2 separate regions of the Mus musculus genome follow, and region 1 is linked to region 2. The links are chromatin contacts, called in public promoter capture Hi-C maps. All regions are on one chromosome and are shown on one strand. Each heading gives the region's core, a stretch centred on a gene start, on an enhancer-like site or on the middle of the called end of the contact. The rest is flanking DNA. Distances are from core to core; before and after follow the strand shown.

The links. Capture Hi-C pulls out chosen DNA fragments and counts their contacts.
Region 1: a contact with region 2 is called in a promoter capture Hi-C map of liver, with 2.3 times the contacts expected there. The contact joins the promoter of Suclg1 here to the promoter of Mrpl35 in region 2. A contact is called at or near these places in 1 of 39 promoter capture datasets (cranial neural crest), 3 of 484 Hi-C or Micro-C datasets (CD4 T cells and CD8 T cells) and 1 of 9 other capture datasets (liver).

What each region holds. Positions count from the first base shown.
Region 1 is chr6:73,244,310-73,250,863 of GRCm38.p6, reverse strand. It overlaps Suclg1 (succinate-CoA ligase, GDP-forming, alpha subunit), which reads right to left and starts at 2,359. Exons shown (of 9, transcript NM_019879.3): 1 at 2,111-2,359. The coding sequence starts at 2,207. Gm38834 (a long non-coding RNA gene) reads right to left here and starts at 2,101. Exons shown (of 2, transcript XR_869182.3): 1 at 1,481-2,101.
Region 2 is chr6:71,822,188-71,828,425 of GRCm38.p6, reverse strand. Mrpl35 (mitochondrial ribosomal protein L35) reads left to right here and starts at 4,642. Exons shown (of 4, transcript NM_025430.3): 1 at 4,642-4,710. The coding sequence starts at 4,668.

The sequences.
Region 1 (6,554 bases), core at 1,110-3,609, 1.4 Mb before region 2:
GAAAAAGGAGAAGAGGAAGAGGAGGAGGAAGAATAAGAGGAAAAGAAAGAGGAGGAAGATGAAGAGGAAGAAGAGAAGGAGGAGGAAGAGGAGGAAGAGGAGGAGGAAGAGGAGAAAGAAGAGGAGGAAGAGAAGGAGGAGAAAACAGTAGCAGCACTAACTTGTGAGACAACATGGCCACTGCAGTGGCTTGGAAATATTGCAGGTGTGAGAGAATTCCAAGGTCTGCCAACTAAGAGGTTTTTAAACATTAGTCACTTGTAACCTTAATACTAATACTACTAATACAAAAATATCCTAGTTTAGATCTTAGATCCCTCAGAGTTTTAACAGCATGCCTCCAGCAACAGAAAGCTAAATCTCTTCTAGGCCTTCAGTCTTGCAGTCTAGGATGAAAGACGTTCAGTTCTGTGGGGTGAGGGTTGCTAAGGATGAATTTAAGGAACCAAATCACCTAGACATTCCTCTTCTGGAAACACCTCTATTAACACAGCAGACCTTCTGGATGGAGGCTGGGTCTTGGACCAGAAAGACCTCAGCAGAGAGAGACATTGGTGCATAGGTGAGTGTTCCAGAAAACTAGCTAATGTGCACATCTGGTGTTCCACATCTTAACCCACAAACGATTCCAAATAAGCTGGCTTAGGCCATACCCAACACACAAGTGTTCAAACTCTACCAGCCACAGCACTTACTGGCACAACTAATGCCTTCCTTCCCTTCTATTTGGAGCACATTGAGGTATCCTTTTAATCAGTCAAGAAGGTGCTCCAGAAAACGTTCCCAAATACACTCAACTCTTTCACATTTGGCAAAGTTACCAAGTCGGACCTCTGTCCTCAAATGACCTGGCAATGAGGTACAGCTACTGGGTGCACACTTATCCTTGAACACTTTTAGGATACCCAAGAAAGAAACTAAGTCTCACCTACTATCTGATGCGAGAGGAAACAAGATGTCACAAAGAAAAGAGTGTTACATGAGTGTCTATTTCTGAGCAGTAAACTGACTCACTTATTCTACACAATGAAACCAAACCACTCATTACTTCTTAACATCTCCTAGATCTGGATAAACCTGACAACCAATCACTCATCACAGTTTTAATCGGCAATCATTTCTCCTGTTAGTGATAGGCAGGACAATGCTCTGCTTCACAAACCAAGCTATTACTTGAGAGATGTTTGTTTGTTTGTTTGTTTAGTAGGCTTTTGTTTGTTTCATTTCGTTTTGTTTTCAAGACAGGGTTTCTCTGTGTAACAGCTGTGGCTCTCTTGGGACTCATTTTGTAGACCAGGCTGGCCTCGAACTCACAAAGACCCGCATACCTGCCTCTGCCTCCCAAATGCAGGAATTAAATGTGTGGGCCACCACATCCATCGAGAAATCACTTTTTAAAAAAAGACTATTATACACATACGAATGATTGGCCAGACTTCAAAAACGACATGACCGGTTCCCAAGCTGTTTCCTATCGTACCTAACACAGAGACTTTGAACGCAGCACTACTTTTCAAGAGTCAGCATTGCAGGATAGCAACCCTGGGAGATTGGTTCTCAGAAACTGAGGTGTTCATTGGAGTCTCGTAAAGAGCGACACATCATTGGTCAGCTTCCAAGCTCCTACGGGGCCACGTTGACTCTGGGTGCAGAAACCACCTTTCCGTTGGCCCTACCACTTCAACAGAACGGTCAACTCCAAGTGCAGAATCTTTCGGGACAAATTACAACCTCTTCAACCCGGGGGCTCACACTCCCAGCAGAGTTCATCCTGGACCTCTTTAGCCTTGGCTCCAAGTAAGGGCCAGCCCAGAGGCCACCTCCACCTCACCCCCCCCCCCCCGCCTCCACACACACACACCCCGTCACCGAGGGAACTAGGATATTGTTGCCGTGTCTGCAGGGCGCCCTGCGAAGTGCATCGGCCGATCCACGACCCCATCGGACAAAGCCCCCTCCACCCCCGAGGTCTGCCACTGGCGTTTGGACCGGTGGCTCCCTCGCCCCTTCCGAGGGCCCGCCCGGAAGAGCCCGGACACCGCCGGGGCCAGAATCAGGAACCCGAGGTCTACGCAAGCATGGAGGACAGAGCCGGGCCGGCACGACTCACGGAGGAAGGTGCGCGACAACAGGCGGGCGGCGGCGAGGCCGCTGCTGCTGGAGACCATGGTTGCAGTGGCAGCCGCAGCAACTACTGTTGCGGTCATCCCCCAATGACACTCTCAGGACCCCGGGACCTTGGCATGGGCTCAGGCTCGCGCAGAAAGGTGTCTAGAGGAGTAGCCTGAATATCTTACGCTCCTCGGAGTCTCTTCTCAAACAGTGAACGTTACAAGTGGAAAAGAACAAGAAGGATGACGTTTGAAAAGCAAACAATAGCTCTGTTCTTTAGTAGATGTGGGCTTGGGTAACCATAAACATAACGGCAATGTGTGGGACAGCCCATGAGAGGCCCGGCCGGCGCGTGGTGTTGTGGGAAATGTATTTTTTTTCCGAGTAAGCAGCGTGCTGAAAGGGAAGGGGTTGGAAGCGATTTAAACTCCGGCGTGGGCGCCCAGGAAAAGCCGTGACAAACGCTGAGGGGAGGCGCCGGCAGCAATGCTATGTGCCAGACCGTGATCCTGCACTTTGTTTTTTTCTGACCTGTTACAGAGAAGATTGTACTCCTCTTGTCCTCCCTGTACGGTTCCGGAAATTATCCGCACTAGTGGCCGGCAAAAGAAAAAAGGAAAAGTGACCAAATACTTAAAATTAAAAAGCCCCTTAGCTGACAGTTTCCTGAAGCAGGAATCTCTTTATTAAACAAACTGGCGCACTGCCTTCGACTAATGCTAATTATTTACTAATGCTAATTATGCCTCTTTCTAAAATCCTAAGGACTACAACTCGAGATCAAATAGGATTTGTGCCCAATTGGAACAAATTATTCACTCCACTCTTTTAAAACCTTAGCAAGTCCTTGAGCCAAAGCACCACGTTTCTTGTCTAAAACCGCGTTCCTAAGATTCCTTATCAGTATAATCAATAAAGTTATTTTAGCTCAGTAAGGTCGTCATTATAATTCGCACCATTCTCATGTGTACTTGTCTTGTAGATCCTGCCCTTGTGGTAAAGTTAAATATCAGTGCTTTCCAAATAGGTCCAGTGTGAACATTTTTTTAAAGATTTATTTATTTACTTATTATGTACAGTGTTCTGTCTGCAGTATGTCTGTGAGCCAGAAGAGGGCACCAGATCTCATTACACTTGGTTGTGAGCCACCATGTGGTGGCTGGGAATTGAACTCATGGACCTCTGAAAGAACAACCAGTGTTCTTAACCTCTGAGCCATCTCTCCAGCCCGCGAACAATGGTTTTAAGGAGGAAATTTTTCACTGAATCTTTACTTAATAATTAAGCATTTTGTTTCATTTATTTAACAAAATGTGTAATACATAGTATATATAACATATAGTATAGATTGTAAATATGTGTGTGTGTACACTATATTGACAACATTATGCTGATTGGACCAAGTGAGTAGTGGATAGCAGCCAGTTTGAATTCATGGGTAACACGTAAATTCAACCAAAATTCAAGAACCTTCTAACTCAGTGAAATTCTTAGGAGTGCAGTGGTTTGGGGCATGCAGAGCTATCCTTCTATTGTAAAGTTATTGTGTCTGGCCCCTCCCACTGGAAAGAAGCACGGTGTTTACTGAGCCTGTTTGGATTTTGGATGCAGCACCCTCTTCACTTGGGTGTGTGACTCCAGTCCATAGTGACTCAGAAAGCTACTAACTTTAAGTGGGGCCTGGAGCAAGAGAACGCTCTTGAAGAAGTCCAGACTGTTGTGCAAGCAAGCACACTACCACTTGGCTCAGGTGATCCAGCAGACCCAATGGTACTTGAGATCTCAGTGACAGGCAGGGATGCTGTCTGGAGCCTTTGGCAGGCCCCTAGGTGAGTCACAGAAGAGACCTTTGGATTTTAGAGAAAGGCTTCATCATCATCTGTAGACAATTCTCCCTTTAAGAGGCAGCTGTTAGCCTGCTATTGGGACTTAGTTTGACAATGGGACACCAAGTTACTATATAACCTCAAGGTACTCTGTAAGCTGCTCATCATGCACTGGAAATTATCTGATCCACCAGTCATAAAGCAGGATGTGCACAGTAGCAATCTATTAATAAATGGAAGTGGTATATATGTGATCTGGCCCAACCAGGTCCTGAAGGCACAAGCAAATTACATGAAGAAGTTCTCCAAATGCCTATGGTTTCCACTCACATTACAATGCTGTCTGCTGCCACACACACACCTATAGCCTCAAGGTATATCCCCTATGATCAGCTGGCTGAGAAGAGAAGACTGGGGCCTGGTTCCCTGATGGTTCTGTACATTATGCAGGCATCACCCAGAAATAGACAGCTGCAGCATTACAAACTCTTTTGGGGACAACCCTGAAAGACACCAGTGAAGGGAAATCTTCACTGTGGACAGAGCTTCAATAGTATACATAGTATTACAATTTGTTTGGAAGTCTAAATGGTGACTTAGGGTTTTACTGCTGTGAACAGACACTTTGACCAAGGCAACTCTTACAAGGACATTTAATTGGGCTGACTTACAGGTTCAGAGGTTCAGTCCACTATCATCAGGGCAGGAGCATGGCAGCATCCAGGCAGGCATGGTGCAAGCGGAGCTGAGAGTTCTATATCTTTATCTGAAGGCTGCTCTGAGAAGAATCACTTCCAGGTAACTAGGACTAGGGTATTAAAGCCCACACCCACAGTGACACACCTACTCCAACAAAGCTACATTTCCTAATAGTGCCACTCCCTGGGCTAAGCATATATAATCCATCACACATGGCCAGATTGCACTATTGTTCACTGATTCGTGGGCTGTAGCCAGTGGGTTGGCTAGATGGTCAGAGACAAAGAAAGAAGATGATTGGAAAATTGGTGAGAAAGACATCTGGGGAAGAAGTATATTGATAAAAGGATGCAAAGATACTTGTATCCCACGTTAATGCTCACCAAAAGGTGACTTCATCTGAGAAGTTCAATCACCGAGAAGATAGGATGACCCATTCTGTGGACAGTCATCAACTTTCCCTAGCCTTTGCTGTACTATTACAATAGGTCCATGAACAAAGTAGTCATGATGGCAGGGATGGAGGTTAGGAACGGGCTCAACAACATGGGCTTCCACTCACCAAGGCTGACCTGGCTACAGCTGCTGCTTAGTGCCAGTGCCAGATCTGCCAATACCAGAGACTAATACCAAGCCCCAGATATAGTACCATTCCCCAGGGTGACCAACCTGCTACCTGGTGGCAGGTTGACTGCCTTTAACCACTTCTGTGGGAAGGATAACACTTTGTCCTTGTTGGACTAGCTACTCATTCTTGTTCTGGGTTTTCCTTTCCTGCATTTAATACTTCTGCTAAAACCACCATCCATAGATTTACAGAATGCTGTATCCACCATCATAGTATTCTATTGCTTCTGACCTAAGAATTCACTTTCCAGCCAGAGAAGTGCGACAGTGGGTCTAATGATTATGTAATTCGCTGGTCTTACCATGTTACCCACCATCCTGAAGCAGCTGGTCTGATAGAAAAATGAAATGAAGACACCTTTTGATGACACACTTAACAAGGCCAATTAGGTAGCAGCAGCCTGGAAGACTGGGGCAGGGTTCTCCAGAAGGCAGCACATGCTTTGAGTCAGGATCCAATATATGCTATGGTTTCTCCTATAGCCAGGATCCACAGGCCCAGGCATCAAAGAGTGGAAAGGGAATGGTTCCACTTGCTATCACCCCTAGTGACGCACTAGGAAAATGTATACTTCCTGTTCTGGAGAAGGTAAGTTCTGGTGGCCTAGACGTTTTTGATTCAGAGATGGGAGCACTGATTCAGACTCCTGCCAGGAGATACACCAAGCATGCCTTGGAACTGGAAGCTCAGGCTTCCCCCTGGCCATCTGGGCTTCTCAACAGGCTAAGAAAGAAATACACAGTGTTAGAGGGGTGATCAACCCAGGTTACCAAGAGAAAATCGGATTGACAACGGAGATAAGTCAAAGTATGTGTGGAGTACAGAAGATCCTACAGGGCATCTCTGGGCGCTTCCATATCCTGAGATTAAAGTCAATGGGAAACTACCACAGCCCAATCCAGGCAGGGTGGCAAAGGGCACAGATCCATGAATAAAGGTCACTCCTCCAGGAAAACTAAAACCTGCTAAAACCTGCTGAGGGTTGAGAAAATACAGAAAGGGTAGTAGAAGAAGGTAGTTATAAATAACATCTAAGGCCACGTGAGCAGTTGCAGAAACGGGATTATAATTGGCATGAGTGTTTCTGACTTATTTTGTTTTGTTTTGGTTTTTTTTTTTGGTGTTTTGAGACAGGGTTTCTCTGTATAGTCCTGGCTGTCCTGGAACTCACTCTGTAGACCAGGCTGGCCTCGAACTCAGAAATCCACCTGCCTCTGCCTCCCGAGTGCTGGGATTAAAGGCGTGCGCCACCACGCCCGGCCTCTGACTTATTTTGTTAAGAATGAGTT
Region 2 (6,238 bases), core at 3,393-5,892:
GAATTGCTCAGTGTCAAGAGCATGTACTAGGCTGGAGAGATGGCTCAGAGGTTAAGATCACTGACTGCTCTTCCAGAGGTCCTGAGTTCAATTCCCAGCAACCACATGGGGGTTCACAACCATCTGTAATGGAATGTGATGCCCCCTTCTGTGCGTCTAGAGACACTGACAGTTTACTCATAGGCATAAAATGAACAAATAAATCTTAAAAAAAAAAAAAAAGAGCATGTACTGCTCTTGCAGAAGTCCAGAGTTCAATTCCAAGCACCCACATCAAGCACCCACATGAGGTTGCTCAAAACGGCCTGTAACTCCAGCTCCAGAAGTACCCAGTCAGTACCTCGGACCTCCTGTGCACATGGGCACTCCCATGCACATACCCACACATAGACACATACTCATGTATGTAATTTAAAATAATGAAGAAAATAAACTAAGTAAGCCAGTAAGCATCATCCCTTTGTGGTCTCTGCTTTAGTTCGGATCTCCAGATCTCTGTCTTGAGTTCTTGCCCTGCCCTGACTTTCCTCAATGATCTATCATAACATGGATTTATTAAGCCAAATAAATCCTTTCCAAATTGGTTTTGGTCGGTGTTTTATCACAGGAACATCAAGCAAACCAGGACAAGCAAACTAGGTCACAAAACCTATCACTCTTGCAAGGAACCTGAGTTCAGTTTTCTTTTTTATAAATAGAATTTATTTTTTTATTTTATATGCATTGGTGTTTTGTATGCATTTATGTGTATGCAAAGGTGTCAGATCCCCTGGAGTTGGAGTTACAGATAGTCCTGGTCCTCTGGAGGAGCCATCTTTCCAGCCTTCCCTGAGTTCAACTTTCAGAGTCTAGATGCAGTGTCCCCCAACAACTTGAAAGAACAGTTCCAGGGACTCTGATATGCTCTTCTAGCCTCAGAGGGCATCCTCGAATGTGGTATACACATGTATACATGTAAATAATAGTACATATACACCTATATATCTATGCATATTTTAAAGTAAGATGGCTCAGTGAGTAAAGGCACTTGTCACTAAACTTGAATGTTTGATCCTAGAATCCCATACAATGGAAAGAGAAAACCAACTCCTGAAAACTGACCACTAAACTCCACACATGAACCACACACACACATTTGCACATTTTAACATAATAATATATACATGCACACCAAACACACCACACACAAAAACCACAATATGTTTTATGAAAAAACTTAATGCCAGACAAGTTAATCCCTACTCCCTAAAACTCCTAGGGTTTTTTTTTGTTGTTGTTTGTTTGTTTGTTTTAAAATGTGACTAGATTTGGGAGTGATGGCACAAACATATAATCCCAGCATTCAAGAGGCAGAGGCAGGACCAAAAAAAAAAAAAATGAACAACCAAAAATAACAAAATGTTACCAGGATTATACTAACATCATTTGGAAAATTTGTGTCACATAATTTCCCTATTTAAGAAGGTACAGTGACTCCTTTGCCAATCAAACTACCTTTAACTATGCTGGCAGATGGATCCTAATAAGAGCCCTAGCTGTGCAAGATTGAACCACGGGAGAAGCCAAATGTGGGGTATCCACCTGCAAACCCAGAATTCTTGTGGTGAGTGAGATGAGAAGCAGACAAGAGCCTGAAAGTTCTTGGACCAGATAGGCTCAAATATGTAGCACAGCAACAGAAACATCAAGTGACCCTGCATCAACAGAGTAAGGGGAATGGAATCCCAGAATTAGTCCCATGCATGCATATGTGTGTGTGTGTGTGTGTGTGTGTGTGTGTGTATGTATGTATGTATGTATATATACATGTGTGTGTGTGTATCCCTCACACTAAAAAGTTAATCCTCACGCATATCCACACACACAATAATTAGTAGGGGTTTTTGTTGTTTGTTTGTTTGTTTTTGAGACAATTTCTCTGTGTACCTCTGTGTAGTTCTGTATCCTGGAACTCACTCTATAGACCAGGCTAGCCTGGAACTCAGAGATCAGCCTGTCTCTGCCTCCCTAGTGCTGAGATCAAAGATGTATGATGCAGCTGCTACCACTACCAGGCTTAATTAGTAGTTTCAAAAGAGCCTTTATGGACATATCATTGACCTTTTACTATATATGGACTTTACCATATATGGATGATTTTGGACTCCAAATGGCCACCGTAGGTAGGTGGCAGACTGACATGACAACAGTGTTTCAGACTCACTACCCAATTACACAGCCCATGTCTCGGAGAAGCAAGTATAAATGTCTTGAGTGTTTTTAAAATGTGATTGAGGTAACCCGTGGGGAGTCCTGGGACTCATACAGAGGAGCTCATAAACTGAAAATTATTGTTGTAATGGTAAATTATTATTTGCCTTTTTATTCTGGTAATCACATAATTGTACAGAGATTACTTGATTTATTAATATCACAAGAAATTGAATGTAGAAGCAAATTTCATAACTCAGGGATTTTTAGGTTTTTGATGCTTTTCTTGTTTTATTTGTTTTAATAAATAAGGTCTCACTCTTGCCCAGACAGGCCTTTAACTAGAGGCAAGTTGTCCTGCCTCAAGTTATCAAATACTGTGATTACAGGCATGGATCACCATGTATAAATGGGCTCTTTTATGTATTTGTTTTTTATGCTGGACCTTAGATTTCTCACAGTTATTAGTTTTGTTTAACATTAGTGGATTTATGATTGCTATTTTAATCATGTGTGGTAAGCAAAACAACCAGACCCTCAGGATGTCTTCTTTCTTCTAATCTCTTTGGATATGGTACCTTATAAGAAAAAAACATTCTGTGGATATAAGAGTCTGTCAATCCTACTACGAAGGAGGCAGAAGCAAAAAGATCTCTAAGTTCAAGGACAGCCTGGTCTACACAGATTGTCTCAGGCTGGCCAGGGCTACAGAGTGAGAACATGTCAACAAAAACCAAACAAACAAAAGCCAGAAGAAGAATTTTTTGTAGCTCAGTTATTGCAGGCATTCTTAGCATGTAGGAGTCATGAGTTCAATTCCCAGTACTAAATATATAGTATTTTTGAGATGAGAATACCACTTTTTATTATCTGGGTAGGTCAAGTATGATTATAAGATTGAAGGAGGATGGGAGGAATAAGACACTGTCTTTGCAAAATACAAAACTAGGGGCTGGAGAGATGGCTCAGCGGTTAAGAGCACTTGCTGCTCTTCCAGAGGTCCTGAGTTCAATTTCCAGAAACCACATGAGGACTTACAATGACACATGGTGACTCACAACCAGAAGGGGATATGATGCCTTCTTCTAGCCTGTGGATGTTTATGCAGCAAAACAATAAATAAATAAATAAATAAATAAATACAAAAGTGTTCATGAGCCAAGGATTTCAGACATTTTCTAGAAACTGGAAAAAAGCAAGAGAAAGGACTTCTCTTCTAGAGCTTCCAGAAGAATCACAGCCTTAGTATAACTTGATTTTTAGTCCTTGGAATTTATCTTAGATTTCTGGCCTACAAAACTCTGATAGTGAATTTATGGCATTTAAGTCACTGAGTTTGTCATAGTTTTTGTAGCAGCAGTAGGAAAAAGACAACTGAGTTTTTTTTTTTCAAGATTTATTTATTATTATATATAAGTACACTGTAATTGTCTTCAGACAGCCCCAGAAGAGGGCATCAGATTTCATTACAGATGATTGTAAGCAACCATGTGGTTGCTGGGATTTGAACTCAGGACCTTCGGAAGAGCAGTCAGTGCTCTTAAAAGTTGAGCCATCTCTCCAGCCCCCTATTTTTCCCAATTTTAAGTTTTAGTATAACAAATACCAGTAGATATAACCATATAAGTTAAAGCTCTTTGAATTTTCAATAATTTTCTGAGGTCTTCAAGCCTCAACCTGCTATGGAGCTGTTACCCTAGGTGTAGCCACCACTACTAGTTCCTCAATAGAGTGTAAGAGTCCTGAAGCCAAAAATTGAACCGCCACTCTCTAAATGAGATTTGTGGGGTGTTTGTTTTTCTTGTTATTTTGGACTTTTCTCTTCCCTTTTCACCTTAATTTTTGCTTTTTTATTTTCGTTTTAAGTGTCTTTACACAATCCATGCTGGCTCAGCAGCAGAGCCTGTAATCCTTGTTATCATATCTATACTGGCAGTAAGGTCACTTGGAGTACAGGAGTCCCAAGTCACCTTCGGGATCTTGGAAGACCTTGTCTCAAAAATGGGGAAGTTGAGTTGGGGTATAGGGGAGGAGTGTAGCTCTCACTTTTAATCCCAGCAGCGGGTCTCTGTGAGTTCGAGGCCAGCTTAGGTCTATAGAGCTAGTTCCAGGTCAACCAGGGCTACATACATAAATCTAAAACAAAACAAAACAAAACAAAACACACAACAACAAACAAACAAACAAAACCCCCAAAACCTGTCTCAAACAAAACAAAAGCAAACAAACAAAAGTTTAGACAGTACCAACTCCTGCAAGTTTTTCTCTAACCCCCATAAGCACGCAGGGTCGTGCGCGAACCCAAACATAAAGGCAAAATAAGTAATTAAGAAGACGGTGGTTTAGGGCAGAAAGGCAAGGTTCAAAGAGCTCAACCTTGGCCACGCCTGTTCCCTTTAGTTCCGCCTCCTCCACGTTTCTTATCCTTTTGCTTTGTAACTTTGAGTCCACTGCGGCCACCGTAGGCAGGCTGCAAGATGGCGGCTTCCATCTTCACGGGCGCCGTGAGAGCTGCCTCAGGTCAGTGTTCTATTGACAGCTTCACTGAGAAGAGGGTCGGCGCGGGAGGGAGTGGGAATTTAGTTTGGATGTTAACGAGGAAAGAAAAACAAGATGACTTGAGGTCGGAGGTTTGCTGCGCGATACCTTGCACAGTGTAGTGCCCATGACCCGCGTTCACTGGATCCACCCTGCCCTAGGAAGCACACCCGAGACTGAGGTAGAGGAGGTGAGGGTGACACCCAAAAGTCCGCTTTTTTAAAAAATCTGATTTAGAGGTTCAACCACCTCTCTCAACTTTGACCTTGAGAGTCATATAATTTCTCTGAGTATTTTGGTTCTCTAGCGGTAAAATGGGGCTTCCTCCTACCTGTGGGTTAAACAAGTGTGTAAAGCATCGAGTATCTGGTCTCCTTGAGAACCGTGTGTAATTACCAGGAGCCTGGTCAAATTCGTTTTGAAGTACACCCCTCTGATGGTAGCGGGGCGGGCTTTAGGAGTGAAGGCAGAACCAGATAGGAAATTAAAAGTACTCAAGTATGATAGGGGTGATCAGTAAGCGACTTGCACACAACTTATACTGTAGAGATAACATTTGTGGAAAAATAGGCAGAGGACCAAGAGGGAAAAAAGTAACCATATAAAATTTCCAGGTATTAGAGCTTAAAAATGGAACTTTTGTGAGTTATGAAATGTGTATATAAAAAGTTTATATTAGGGGACATACGTGTAACTAACACCAGTTCAAGCCAAGCCCCTTTCCACCCCGTGCATTGCCCCGGTCATTATTCCCATAGCCACTTGAGCAACTATACCTTCATCTCTCAAAAGCATATTTTGTCTAGTTTTGAACTTTACATTAATTTATATACAATATGTCTAGTGTAATGTCTGGTTTTTATTTACTCCAGTGTGTGTGTGTGTGAACCCTTTTGATTTCTGACTGCTGTATCTTCTTTTCTTTTTTAAGATTTAAAAATTTTATTTATGTAAGTACACTGTCGCTCTCTTCAGACACACCTGAAGATCCCATTACAGGTGGTTGTGAGCCACTATGTAGTTGCTGGGAATTGAATTCAGGACCTTTGGAAGAGCAGTTGGTGCTTTTAACTGCTAAGCCATCTCTCTAACCCTCTTCCTACTCTTCTTCCTCCTCCTCTACCACCACTACCACCACCATCACAACCTTTAAATTCTTTTTTTTTTTTTTTTTAATGAGACAAGGCCTCATTATGGAGCCCAGTCTGGTCTTAAACTCTCAGTCCTCCTTAGCTTCCACATGCTGAGATTTTAGGTGCTTGGACTCCCAAACCTGCTTTTCTTCAGCACATCTTTATCTGGTGTTAGCATTGTTTCGATGTTTTCTTCAAGCTTAGGCCTCTTAATCATTTTAGTATATTATCTCATGTAATCCTCTCCATAATTAGCTAATTTAAAGTTGAGGAAATGAGCATAGAGAGGTTAAGGAAGTTGTTCCTGTTCACACCACTCGTTAGTAGGAGCTGAAATGAATACTAGTCTGGCTCAAACCTGTCCCTTACTCACCACA